Linked DNA regions of Cydia pomonella: region 1 is linked to region 2. The links are chromatin contacts, called in public Hi-C maps. All regions are on one chromosome and are shown on one strand. Each heading gives the region's core, a stretch centred on a gene start, on an enhancer-like site or on the middle of the called end of the contact. The rest is flanking DNA. Distances are from core to core; before and after follow the strand shown.

What was found. Hi-C and Micro-C count contacts between places; a contact is called where the count stands out from the background.
Region 1: a contact with region 2 is called in a Hi-C map of whole body, with 6 times the contacts expected there. The contact joins the promoter of LOC133525725 here to the promoter of LOC133525709 in region 2. A contact is called at or near these places in 2 of 2 Hi-C or Micro-C datasets (both in whole body).

Annotation. Positions count from the first base shown.
Region 1 is chr15:8,756,914-8,763,528 of ilCydPomo1, forward strand. LOC133525725 (nucleic acid dioxygenase ALKBH1) reads left to right here and starts at 1,839. Exons shown (of 4, transcript XM_061862091.1): 1 at 1,839-2,050; 2 at 2,132-2,461; 3 at 3,321-3,514; 4 at 4,265-4,665. The coding sequence starts at 1,946. The coding sequence ends at 4,646. LOC133525726 (N-alpha-acetyltransferase 38, NatC auxiliary subunit) reads right to left here and starts at 1,469. Exons shown (of 3, transcript XM_061862092.1): 1 at 1,281-1,469; 2 at 779-908; 3 at 1-35. The coding sequence starts at 1,325. LOC133525727 (a long non-coding RNA gene) reads right to left here. Exons shown (of 2, transcript XR_009800617.1): 2 at 4,613-4,761.
Region 2 is chr15:8,604,453-8,611,055 of ilCydPomo1, forward strand. LOC133525709 (ribonuclease 3) reads left to right here and starts at 2,173. Exons shown (of 19, transcript XM_061862070.1): 1 at 2,173-3,603; 2 at 3,964-4,042; 3 at 4,711-4,912; 4 at 5,823-5,964. The coding sequence starts at 2,369. LOC133525705 (mitochondrial tRNA-specific 2-thiouridylase 1) reads left to right here. Exons shown (of 5, transcript XM_061862062.1): 3 at 1-226; 4 at 784-951; 5 at 1,075-1,410. The coding sequence ends at 1,374. The region is part of intron 1 of LOC133525722 (a long non-coding RNA gene); the gene reads right to left.

The DNA of each region.
Region 1 (6,615 bases), core at 589-3,088, 150 kb after region 2:
ACCATCATTGCTTTTTAGGTACTCTGAACAAGCTCCTGGAATTATATTAAATGATTATAATCATAAACATAATTTGATGTGAGACCAAGCTAAGTTGGCAGTGATTTTGGATAGTCGGACTGTGCAAGTGTTATTACTATTTATTATTTGTTAGCCTGTTGTGTCTCACTGCTGGGCAAAGGCCTCCCTCTCTTTCTTCCACGAGTCTCGGTCTATGGCAATATTAGGCTAATCTTTCCGAAAGACATCAAGAGCGGCGCCACTTCCTTCGAGGTGTTATTTAAACATATAATTTCATCGAAGTTTGACATTTAAAACAACACTTGCATTGCTCCCAACTTTGCTTGGTCTAACTCTATCATCATTTTTCGAATAATTATTTTTATTATGTGTACAAGGGAGTTTGTTTAACACATAGTATGAAAAGAACACAACTAAAATTTTTATAAAGCATATTGACACTTTTCTTAGAATTAAAATGTGTATTCCAAATAATATACCAAAACTTCCACAAGCCACAGGTACTAAATTCTTACTTTTATATGACTAGCTTATAAAATAAACAATCTAATATCTACTTAACTATTACAAAAATCTTAACCTAAATTAAACTAAATCCCAAACTAAGTAACAAGCACAAGATCCATTCACAAAATACAACAAAGGAGCTCATCACGCTCGGCACGTTGCCATGCTGAACAGCAATAGACAACCTTTGCATAAGGAATGACCCAGAGCGAGGGAGGTACTACTTAGAATTGAGGTCATAAATGTTTACCTAAAATTACATTGGCATCCCGATCTGTACAGAGAAACACGCCAATAAGGACTCTTCCATCAGTCATTTCAATTCGGAAGTTCATGTTTAACCATTTTCTAAGTTTGGATTTGCCATCTTCAGAGTCGTCCTGAAAAATCAAAGTTTAGATCATTAAAATATTTTTCTAAACTACACATTAGCCAGGTACACACAGAGCGAGCATACGCGCGAGGCAATTTCCTGCCGCCAGTGTAGACGTGCCTCGGCCGAGGCGGCGCGTGCGTTATCCTCGCCCGAGCGCGCCTCCTCGGCCGAGGCACGTCTACACTGGCCGGTTTGTGCGTGAAGAAATTGCCTCACGCGTACGTGCTCGCTCGATCGCTCTGTGTGGACCCGCCTATTGAAATTCTATTTTACAAGATAGGTGAGTTTAAGTTTTATTAGATATATTTTTGTTATAGTACTTGTTTTTAAAAGAAAATCGTTTTTTTTTTAAGAAAATTATTATTAATAAATTTACCCTCAAACATTCTGGTATTTGAGCGGCCGTATTTGATTGGCTCATATTATTACTAGTGAATAAACAAATAATCTTTATGAAAGTTACTTTATCAGCACAAAAGTTGTGACAGTAAATTAGTATTAAATTATATTTCTGAAGTAAATAATATTTATTATATCACTGACGACGGGAATGGCATGACATGACATTGACATTACATTTTGGTTATGTTGTTTCAGTTAATAGTATTATGACTTATACTAGGCGTAGGAAAGGAAAATCGGTCGTTTTAATTTCAAGTGCGCAGTTCACACTAGCGACTCGATTAGCGTTTTGAAATATTGCTCAAACGATACAAGTGACAGCTAACTACAATGTTGCCATAGATATAATAATTGCCTTGGTTTGGTGTTTTCCTAATATTTTTGAACATAATGTATTAAGATATTCTTTGTAGATATACACTGAATTTACACATTGAATTTACCTACATATAATTAAATATAATATAAGCCAAGGCAGTGATTTACAATCACTTTATGCAACTGTCGAAAGATTATTGGTTTTAAAAATATTGATAATGGCAACCGGAAATAATTGAACCTGAACCAAAACTTTGTGCATAGTGAAGCTTGACTATTTTAAGTTTTTGCAGTCAAATATAATACGTATACGTATTAACAATGGAAACAGTTGATAATTTTAAGTCAAAATTTAAATATTACAAATCAAATAAACCAAAGCCGTCGTTGAGTGAAGTAATATCACTAGTCAATATGACCGATAAGGTAAATTCTATATTTTTTGTTCAAAACTACAATACATTCGTTCTTTTCGTGAAAGAAGCTTTAGTATTTTACTTGTTTCAGGTCACTAAAGTTAATCCCGACAATGTCGGTGAAGACAGCCGAACAGACTTGCTAGGTTTAAGGAATACTAAAGAATGGGAACTATACACATTTCATAATCATCCTGGGTTATTTCTATTAAAAAATCCGTTCACAGCCCTTGGGCAAAGGTATTGGATTAGGAAGTGTTTGGAAAAATACCCTAGAAAGCCAAATAAATTGAATATTGATATTGAAGTGTTGTTGCCAGATTGGTGGGTGGAGTGTTTTGATAATGGAGCATGCAATAGACAGCTTCAGAAGAAGTTAAGATGGACTACATTGGGATATCACCACAACTGGGACACAAAAGTAAAATGTTAATATTTTTTCCGAGTGCTTTTTGTCTGTCCTTTATATTATTTTTATTTGTATAACTGCAACACTTCCATATGACTTCATATTACCTTAATGAAGAATTTGGATTGTTAACTAAAATTATAAAATTAAGTACAGTGGAATCTCGAAAATTTGGCACATCAACAGTCTGGTACAGTCAAGGTATTAAATATCGACACGAACAAAGTGCCAAAAATATGTACACACTTCTTTATTGTATAGGCAATAAGGTCGTGTATACATATTTTTGGCACTTTGTCCGTGTCGATATTTAATACCTTGACTGTACATCTAAAATCCGGTACTTAAATAGGGATGCATGTGATCATTTATATCCTGAATTTACATCATCAGACAGCCTTCCCTTCGTAAATGGATATACACCAGTTAAGGGTTGATTTTTCTATGAAGTTTCTATTTTAGTGTATAAGTACAGTCAGCGTCAAATACTTTGTAGCAGTCAAAGTGGCCAAATAGTTCGGTACACCATACTAAATATATGGTGTACCGAACTATTTGGCTACTTTGGTTGCTACAAAGTATTTGATGCTGACTGTACATGTTTTAGTATTTCTACACTATAATTAAAAACATATCAAAATATGCAAATTTGCTCTAACTTCCAATAATCCAAATTTTCAACTAATCCGGCTCCCCTGTGTCATGTGCTTCATTTTATATTATGGAAAAATTGGCGTTATCATGTAGCAATCAAGAACTTGATGAAATGTTTTAGTATAAAATTATTTATTTGCATCTTTACATTTTCTAAATCAGTTAAATTTTAAATAAATAGTTTAACATAGTTAATTATTTGTTAAATCAATTCCAGGTATACACAGATGAAAACAAATCCCCATTTCCTGAGGAGTTGGCAGAGTTGTCGGATGTAGTGGCACAGTTTGTTGGCTACACCGGCTTCAAGGCTGAGGCGGCCATTGTCAACTATTACCATATGGACTCTACACTGTCTGCTCACACAGATCACTCGGAAGTTAATCTAGAAGCTCCTCTGTTTTCTTTCAGGTTTGTATGCCAATGCCTTGAATAGTGAGAAACTAAAGTAGGGCTGTCATTCACAACAATTTTTGTAGAAAAGCCACATCTGAGTACTTAAAATATGGTTGAAGGTAGCAATGTAGTAACTTAATTATAAAAAAAATTTTTTTTTTGCATATTTTTTCAAATATATACACTTGTAGGTACCAAACACTAGTTAATATGTAAACAGGCCCTAAGACAAGTGTATACGCTCGTAAGAACCTTATAACATAAAAACAAATGATTGATTATCTCCGAAATAGAGTTAGTTAGAATACCAGTGTCTTTGAGAAAGTTACTTAATTTAAGCTCAGGAATGCACCCTTGAAATTAACGGAAATCTAAAAAAACACGGTGTATACACTTGTTTGTTACAAATACAGAAAGTTGCCAGAAAAATTGAGGATGTGGATTTGAGTTCCGCTTGCACCCTGCGCCTCCATAACTGGTGTATGGTGGGACACCAGTTCTTCAAACTTCTTCAAAATTCGTGCGTAAACTTTACTTCTATCTAAGGCACAAGAAAAATATTCTGCATAGTTATATGTGACAGGGTTCAAATGCATATCAAAGAAACCAGTCTGCCTATTTACATTTATTATGGCTGGTAAACTTATTTCAATCTCTGATTATAAACAAGTTAGCCCAAAGAAAAGCCTAAACTGCAACTATTATCCAATGTTCGTCCCATATTTTTATTGTAGACTCAAATTTGTTTAATATTCTATTTTTCAGTTTTGGTCAATCAGCAATTTTCCTTATTGGAGGTAAAGACAAATCTGTAGAGCCATCAGCAATACTACTTAACAGTGGAGATGTCATGATAATGTCTAAGGAGACAAGGCTCTGCTATCATGCAGTTCCAAAGATCCTACCAGCACAAACATCACCCTGGGCCGACCAGGAAGATCTAAACATGATCAGCTATAGTGAGGCCACCTTCAAGTACATATCCGATAAAAAGCAATTGCTATCGGAGACGAATAAAAATGTTGATGAAGCAGTATGGGGCCCCTTCCAAGATTACATACAAGAATCACGAATTAATATGAATGTACGGCAAGTGCTAAATGAAAGACAAAGTAGTTTATCGGATTATACTTTTAATGACACATGAAATAAAGTCTTGAATTATATTTATGATCTTCATTTAGAAGAATTTGAAAAACAAACTATGACCTGAGACTAGGCTTGACACGGTATTACCTTGCATTTCGGTTGAACGGTTATTACTGAAATTAGAAGAAAAGTTAGATTACTAAATAAGATATTTTATGTACTTAGAATAAAAAGAAATTTCACCACACCAACTGGTAAAGGCCCTCTTGATTGTTCAAAAACGAATGAGAAAGTTGCATTTTATCCACGTGGGACAAAGTAATCAGATGCAAATTTTGAGTTGTTTCCTTATGTTAGCTGGTGTAATTGACTTTTAAATTATGATTTTGAATAATAATTTTTTTATTACGTTCATTTGGATTTGATTTGGTTTGATTATTTTGGTATTTCATAGTTGTAGATTTTCCTTACGTTGGTATGGTGACTAAATTTTGTTTCACTCGGAGGCAAAGCTTGTTTAATCCTCGTGCCTTGAACCAATTTTGGAATCTTTTGCTTGCTCGGGTATCAATATCAATATTTGCACGAGCGGTTAAACAACTTTGCCCCCTTGTAGGTAAAACAAATAACTATTTAGTTACATGTTTGGAATGCTGTAAAAATATTTTTTTCGTAATGTGGCTGGCTACAAAACTACATAGTAGATTAAAATACAATACATGCAAACGTTACTTACAACCAACTCAGATTGGTTAGGTTCGGTGGAATTTGTTTTCCCAGTAGTTGCCACTGGTAAAAGGTGGGAAAAAAAATCCAGTCGTTACCACTGGTAACAACTTGGTGGTAACTAGTGGGAATAACCCGAATGCCTTAATTCTTAGATTGTTCTGACGTGTATAGACAAGTACATGAAGATTATGTGACTGAGCGCCAGATGACGCCATAGGGGCCGATTCTGATTTAACAACTTGTTACGGTTTTGATGTTGTTTTGATACGCCCTTAAGGTGGTTCGATTTTCATACAAAAAACAATCGCTATTTATTAATTAATTACACAATATTATTACATAAATAGTTGCGCATCTATCTACTTTCGAATATTCATTTGCGCTAAATTAATAGAAAAACTTTGTTTCATACAGAAATCATGCAATAATCAACGTTATATTTTTATAAATTTTACTCATGTGTGTGTGACAAATGTCGTGTACAAATACATTGCGGCGTTGCCACTCCATGCATCGGCGCGACGTTGCGATGTTTGACGCGTTTTTAGCTGACTCTGTCGACACTGACACTCAGTGTGACCAGGCGTACGATAATTGTCGTACATGTACGATAATTTGGGCCCCGGTATGACGTAATGTTGGTGGTTCGATTTTCATACAAAAAACAATCGCTATTTATTAATTAATTACACAATATTATTACATAAATAGTTGCGCATCTATCTACTTTCGAATATTCATTTGCGCTAAATTAATAGAAAAACTTTGTTTCATACAGAAATCATGCAATAATCAACGTTATATTTTTATAAATTTTACTCATGTGTGTGTGACAAATGTCGTGTACAAATACATTGCGGCGTTGCCACTCCATGCATCGGCGCGACGTTGCGATGTTTGACGCGTTTTTAGCTGACTCTGTCGACACTGACACTCAGTGTGACCAGGCGTACGATAATTGTCGTACATGTACGATAATTTGGGCCCCGGTATGACGTAATGTTCCAAAGAGCATTATCGTACACTAAAGTACTATAATTTCAGCCCTTGGATGATGCCACCTTAAAAGTCAAGTAATTTGAAGCAAAATATGACACTTTCTCTCAGATATAGGCTAAAATTAGTATCTTTTGGGTGTTCGGCTCCTTGGTGTAAGTTTAAAGTTTAAAATGTCACAATTTCCTGTATACCGTTTGAGTCTATCCCAAAAATACACAAACATAAACAGATTTTTTGCGCAATTTAGACGAAAATTGTCTTTTTTTTATTATTAATTGGAAGTTTAAGCTTATTTTGCA
Region 2 (6,603 bases), core at 923-3,422:
TGTCAGATTATTACAACCAGTAGACAAGTTTAAAGACCAAACTTTTTTTTTGTCACAAGTAAAGCAGTTTTCTTTACGGAAATGCATGTTTCCATTGGCCCCTTTTCTAAAGACCGAAGTAAGAAAAATAGCCAAAGCAGAGCGACTGCTGAATGTGGCCAATAAGAAGGATAGTACAGGAATTTGTTTCATTGGGAAAAGAAGATTCCAGGATTTTATTGAAGAAGTGAGCTTACATATTGTTTTATTTATTTATTTAAATTTTATTGCACAAAATATGTACAGATAGCAGACTTAATGCCAAATGGTATTCTCTATGAGTCAACCATAGAGCCAAACAGAGATACTTACCTACTATACTATTGGTGCAGAAGTATGTATACTACATAAATACATTATGTTTTGTCATTAAAATCCAAGACTTGTAACTTTTATGCAAGAATCTATCTTGCTCAAGTTTATCAATTTAAAAAATGCTTGCACTCTGCTAGAAAAAGTTGTCAAGTTTGCCGTGTATTATATGACACTGGGACTAATACTTTTCACATCATCCACAGAGATAATGAGTTAATGTTATTTTTGATTAATATTTAACGCATATGTAATTTTGTGTATAAAATAAAGCTTCTGTTATTTAATTGGATCTGAAAGAAGTTAGGATAAAATATCTATCATTTTATTTCCTTAAGATAAATAAATATGATTGGATATTTTTACACAAAGTCAGTAACAGATTTTCGTTTTATTTATGGTTTTATTTTAATACAAAATATATATTTTCAGTATATTCAGAAAAGGGAAGGCCTGTTCATTGACATAGATACAGGACAAACTGTGGGTGAACATGGGGGACTTCATAAATGGACTGTTGGACAGAGATGCTGCCTTGCCAATTGGAAAGATGCCTACTTCATATTTAAAAAGGATTTAAAAACAAACAATATATATGTCGTAAGAGTTTTACTATCTATACAATTAAGGCTGTATGCTGTATAATTTATTCTGCACTTAAAATAACTTTTTATAATTCTTTAAGTCAGTAGTAATAATGGTGATCTTCTACTTTATTTTTAGGTCCCAGGAACTAAGCATCCAGCACTTTGGAATCATTTATGCATAACTGGATTACCACATTGGATACATAAAGAGCCTACAGAATTATCAAATAACAATGTTCTGAAATGTTACTTTAGGTTTCAGCACACTAAGCCGTTAGTTAACTGTAGAGTTGTAAAGAACTCGGATGGTTTGACGATTTTACTCGATAACAAGTTACGTGCGCTTACAGAGGGTCAATTTGGTGTTCTCTACCAAGATGGTGAATGTCTTGGAAGTGCAAAAATTAAAGATATTTGCCACAATTTAATTTATTGATACCAAAGTTTAATTATAAGTAATTTGTTAATATGACGTGTTTATTCTTTCATTTTTATTATGTATATCATCATATCATCTCATTTTCCTGCATATTTGCGTCCTAGGTTAGCCGAGCAAGAGCAAGTAGCAATGGATAAGGATTTAATTTATCATCTTCTCATGTGGAAGATGACTAAAGGTGAGAGTCAGAATGGCGGGTGTACCTAAATAAAATCAAATGACAAGCATACCATATTTTTGTACCTAATTTGTACTATTTAGTACCTCGTTTAAAAAAAATTGTACCTCACGGTACTTAAAGTTATCATCAAAAAACAGGTCACCCTCACCCACCATCCTGACAGTCAGAATGGCGGGTGTACTTTATTACGCTATGATCCCGTGGTTATTGATAAATGCTATAAAAGCCAAACTTTTGTACCTTCACGTTCAATTATAATATGAGCCATTTTATTTGTGGTTTCCAAGTTTTACTCATTTTATATTTTTCTTGCTATTACAATTTTGCAGGCGTTATAATTTTTCAAGTTATCGAACTCATTTTGAAGAAAAAACGCAAAGGTACAATTATTTTAATTACGCCAGGATTTAGTACCTTTATGCCAATTACATCCACACCTTATCAGGTCTGATATCAGACCCGATTTCGGGTCCGAGAAAGAGTATTTTTCCGTTTCACCAAATATCAGCACATCGTTTATAACCTGCTTTGCGTAAGTGCTTCTGTTAGACATCATGTTCAAGATCAAGTAAACCGCGCGGCTGGTCGTCCTAATGCGAATGTGTTCGAGAATTTTATAACCATGGCAACATTTTGAACTGAATGTCAGTGTCACTGTCACACTTCGGTTCGGCAGCAAAAGTGTCAAAATCAAAATAAATGCAAGAAATATAAAAAATTTTTGAATTAGTGAAGGAATTGTTTTTTATAGGTGTAAATATAGAGGGTCTAGCATATGTTAAAATTAAAAATGCGTATTAAGTTATAAAAATGCCTATACCTCCCGTGAATTATAGTGTGCCGCCGCCGCGGCTGAACATGCCCCCGCCGGCGGTGCCTTCGCTGTCCGTGCCACCTCCGTCGGCGCCATTACTGTCTGTGCGTCCACCATCGGCACCTCTCCCAGCGGCGCCCCCGCTGTCTGTGCCACCACCGACGGGCCCCCCGCTTTCCGTGCCTCCACCGACGGCGCCTCCGCTTTCTGTGCCTCCACCGTCAGTGCCGCCTCTGGTGCAGATGTCGATGCCCCCGCCACAGCTCTTCCAACACCCACCACCGTATTCTAGACCTCCTTTACCCCCATTGGACAAGCCTCCACCATTACCAATCACTAACTTGCCTCCACTAAATATACCACCGCCGTCAGTGACGGCGTTTCCTCCTCCTGCAGTGCCACCACCGTTTCCACCGCCTACAGGGGCTGCATTCCACTCTCCAGACTTTTCCAATCCACCTCCAACACTAAAAGATAAATTGGTCAACCCAAATGAATCTAAGTCAGTACAAGACACTCCAACAACATCTAAAGTTAGTGATAGGGTTTATTATGACTCCAAAAACCATTCTTCATCATCAAGATCAAGATATGATTCACCTCCAAGGTATAGAGGTAAAAGTCATGATAGAGAAGGAAGCCATCGCAAATCAAGTCCTACTCATAGTACCTCAAGCTACAGTCGAAGCAGGCACAGCCGGAGTCCTTCAAGACATAGTCACAGAGACAGAGATGACTACAGGGAAAGAGACAGACGTAGAGAGAGCAGCAGAGATAGATGTAGAGAAAGTAGTCACAGAGATAAAGAATTGGAAAAAGAAAGATATTATAGAGAAAAATATGAAAGGGAAAGGATGAGGCATGAGCATGAAAGGCGGCACAGTCCATCCCATTACCGGGATAGCAGTCACAGTAGGAGATCACCTTCTAGGCACAGTCACCGGTCACCTAGTAGACATGGTGGCCGTTCACCCAGTAGGCAGAGCCACAGGTCACCCAGTAGACACAGCCATAGGTCGCCTAGCAGATACAGTCATAGATCACCCAGCAGACACAGCCATAGGTCACCTAGTAGATACAGTCATCGGTCACCCAATAGACATAGTCTCAGGTCACCCAGTAGAGATTCACGTTACCGGAGCCATGCTAGGGATGTATCCCCAAGGTCCCGGCATGAGGCTTTGCCAAAGAAACCACTTACTGACAGAGAGAAGATTCTAGAAGAATACAGGTAAGCTATGAACTTGTATGGTGATACTGTCCCCTTAAAAACTGAGCAGTCTAGAATCATCAATTGCTATCCCTTTGAATAAAGTTTCTACATACTTTCTCAGCTGCTTAAACATTTGCAAATCTTTATTGCCTTTTTCACAGAAGTACTCTTAACTACATAAAATAAAAAAATAAAATAGCCTTTATTTACAGAACAAAGAACAGTAGCACATTATCTCTCTATTATCTCCCATCTTTTGTATTCTTTGTCTGCTTGCCCTTCGGCAAAGGCCTCCTCCAACCTTCTCCACTCTCTCCGATTAATTACTTAATTAAGTTTAATCAATATTGGTAGTATATGTATTTGATTCTTTTTCAGGAAAAATTACTGTCAAACTTCAGAAGACCTAATTGAGAAAATTGAGAAATGGTCCAAAGAAAAACAGGAAGAGGAAGAGGTATACCTTAAATGCGTTTCTTATATATTTTTTTTGGGTAAAAAGTATGAAAAAAAATCCCCGGAGTCGCCACTAGCAACAACTTGGTGGTAACTAGTGAGAATAACTAATTTTTTTGGTTTTGTAGCAGTGGTATTTCACGTGTTTGTGCGCGTTTGACGGATAATGACTTGAGGCAGTTCAATTCAATTCAATTTCAACTTATTAAAAATAACACAAAATGTAACAACACAGGTTAGCCTACGACAATACATTTCTTATAACTAAGGCCCCATACGCACTATGCGGCCAGCCGCGTGCGGTTGCGGCGGACCGCTTAGTGCGTTCAGTATTTATGGTTGCGGTTTCATACATTCTTAACCGTCATGCGGCTGTCCGCACGCGGCTAGCCGCTTAGTGCGTACGTAGCCTAAGGCCCCATACGCACGTAGACATCTCCCCAATGGTTCGGCCCCCTCTCTGTATCCTACACCTACCTACATTATAAAGTTTGTATGAATAGCCACTATATGATATCATAGGTATATTAGGTATCCACATAGCTAACTACATATATTTTTAGTGACAACTATAAATAGTTGAATGCCCAAAAAAGAAGTGTAAATTATCATAATCAGTTGTTTTGATTACCCGTTACATCATACATTTTATATTCATTGATATTTCAGACCCCAAAAATGTGGTACAGGAGCTCTCCAGCAGAATTGTACTATATACCAATTGAAGGGGGTGTGAAGCAAACACCGAAACTAGAGAAGATATGTGATGCATTCTTCACTAAAGTGATTGAAAGAGGAAGGAAAGCTAGACCTGAAGTGGATGAACTGCCCCCCCTGAAAGCGCCAAAGGCAAAAATGTGCAAGCATAGATGTAAGTACAAAACAAAAATATAATATATTTTGTATTTTATATTATACCTACAGACACAATTACGTTTGAAATTTTTTACCTTTTACCATGAGAGTTCAAGTCCTAAGCTCCAGATTGAAATCTTGGACTACTGGATTCATTTTTGTCTAAATAATAAAAAACTGACATTACATAATTATATTACTTAATAAGAACAGGTTTCTTTCTATTCCTGTTATTGTCAGTTACCTTTCTTTCAATTTAAGTAAAATAGATTATGTAGATGCTAAAGAATTCGTATAGGGACCGTGCGCGTTGGAGGGTCTGCCATCTTGTGGCCTGAATCGGAACCATAAACACGTCACGTGTTTTCTTGTGCATAGTAGGTTCTGCCATCTTGTGGGCTACATCGGAACAATAAACATCACATTTACGCCTCGCGCCAAAAATCTGACGGCTCCTGTGCTGCCTCCTACAGTTCATGCACGCTCCCTATAGTCCACTATATTATTTGTGCCGCTTTCAAACAAAGATCCTAGTCACTCAAAAGACAGACACAAATAAAGGATAACTTTCGAGCGAGTTCAAATGTCGAGCTAAATTAGAGCAGAGAGGAGCCGAAGGCAAGGATGCAAAGACTAAGAATAAGGTGGGGCGGAAGTATCTGTACTTACACATCTGTGTGTGAGAAGCGAAATGTTTCCAAAAAGTTAGAAATATTCTCGGAAATTTCACAGAAACTATCAATATGGAAATGGAAAATTTCGATTCCCATACCAAATATATGAGAAGTGTCCGAAATTTTTTAAACATTACCTACCCATTATTAAATTTACACGTGAAGCTATTAGCTCGTAATTCTATGCTTACGCTTGTTTATCATCACCCTGAAGTAATGTAACCCACTGTATATTTTTTGTTATCCATATAGTGGATGAAAAGAGTTCATCGTCGTCATCATCAGAGAGTGAAGAGAGTTTAGACGAAGATGGGCTGCAGGGCTACACGGACCGGATCATGGTGGAACTACAGAGGAAACAGAGCCATCCTAGGAGGCTGCATCCAGAAATGTGGTAGGTTGACATTATTTAATATTTGTTGTTGACTGTTGTTATTATTTCGTCTATTATAGCCTGCTAGCAAAAAATAGGACACACATTAAATGATACATGAACAGAACGGTAATACCATGAAAACTGTCAAAAAACTGTCTCTGCTATGTTCAGCTGAAACCTCAATCGAAATTAAAAACTTTAAGGCTGCGGACTGGACGCACGCGCCCGGCGGGGCGGCAAGCGGCAAATCAAGGCCGTACATACATTCTGTCGAGCCGTCCGCGGCCTAAAAGTAGGTAGTTCACGAACATTCACGAAAGACCGAAAAATCAAAGCCTCTAGACAACCTTTATTATTATATTACTGTACAACATTAATGAGCGCCGCCGGTTAATTTGAAGAACGGGCGAAGTGATTTTAAATAAATAAATAAATATTATAGGACATTATTACACAAATTGACTAAGTCCCACAGTAAGCTCAATAAGGCTTGTGTTGAGGGTACTTAGACGACGATATATATAATATATAATTATTTATAAATACTTAAATACATAGAAAACACCCATGACTCAGGAACAAATATCCATGCTCATCACACGAATAAATGCCCTTACCAGGATTTGAACCCGGGACCATCGGCTTCATAGGCAGGGT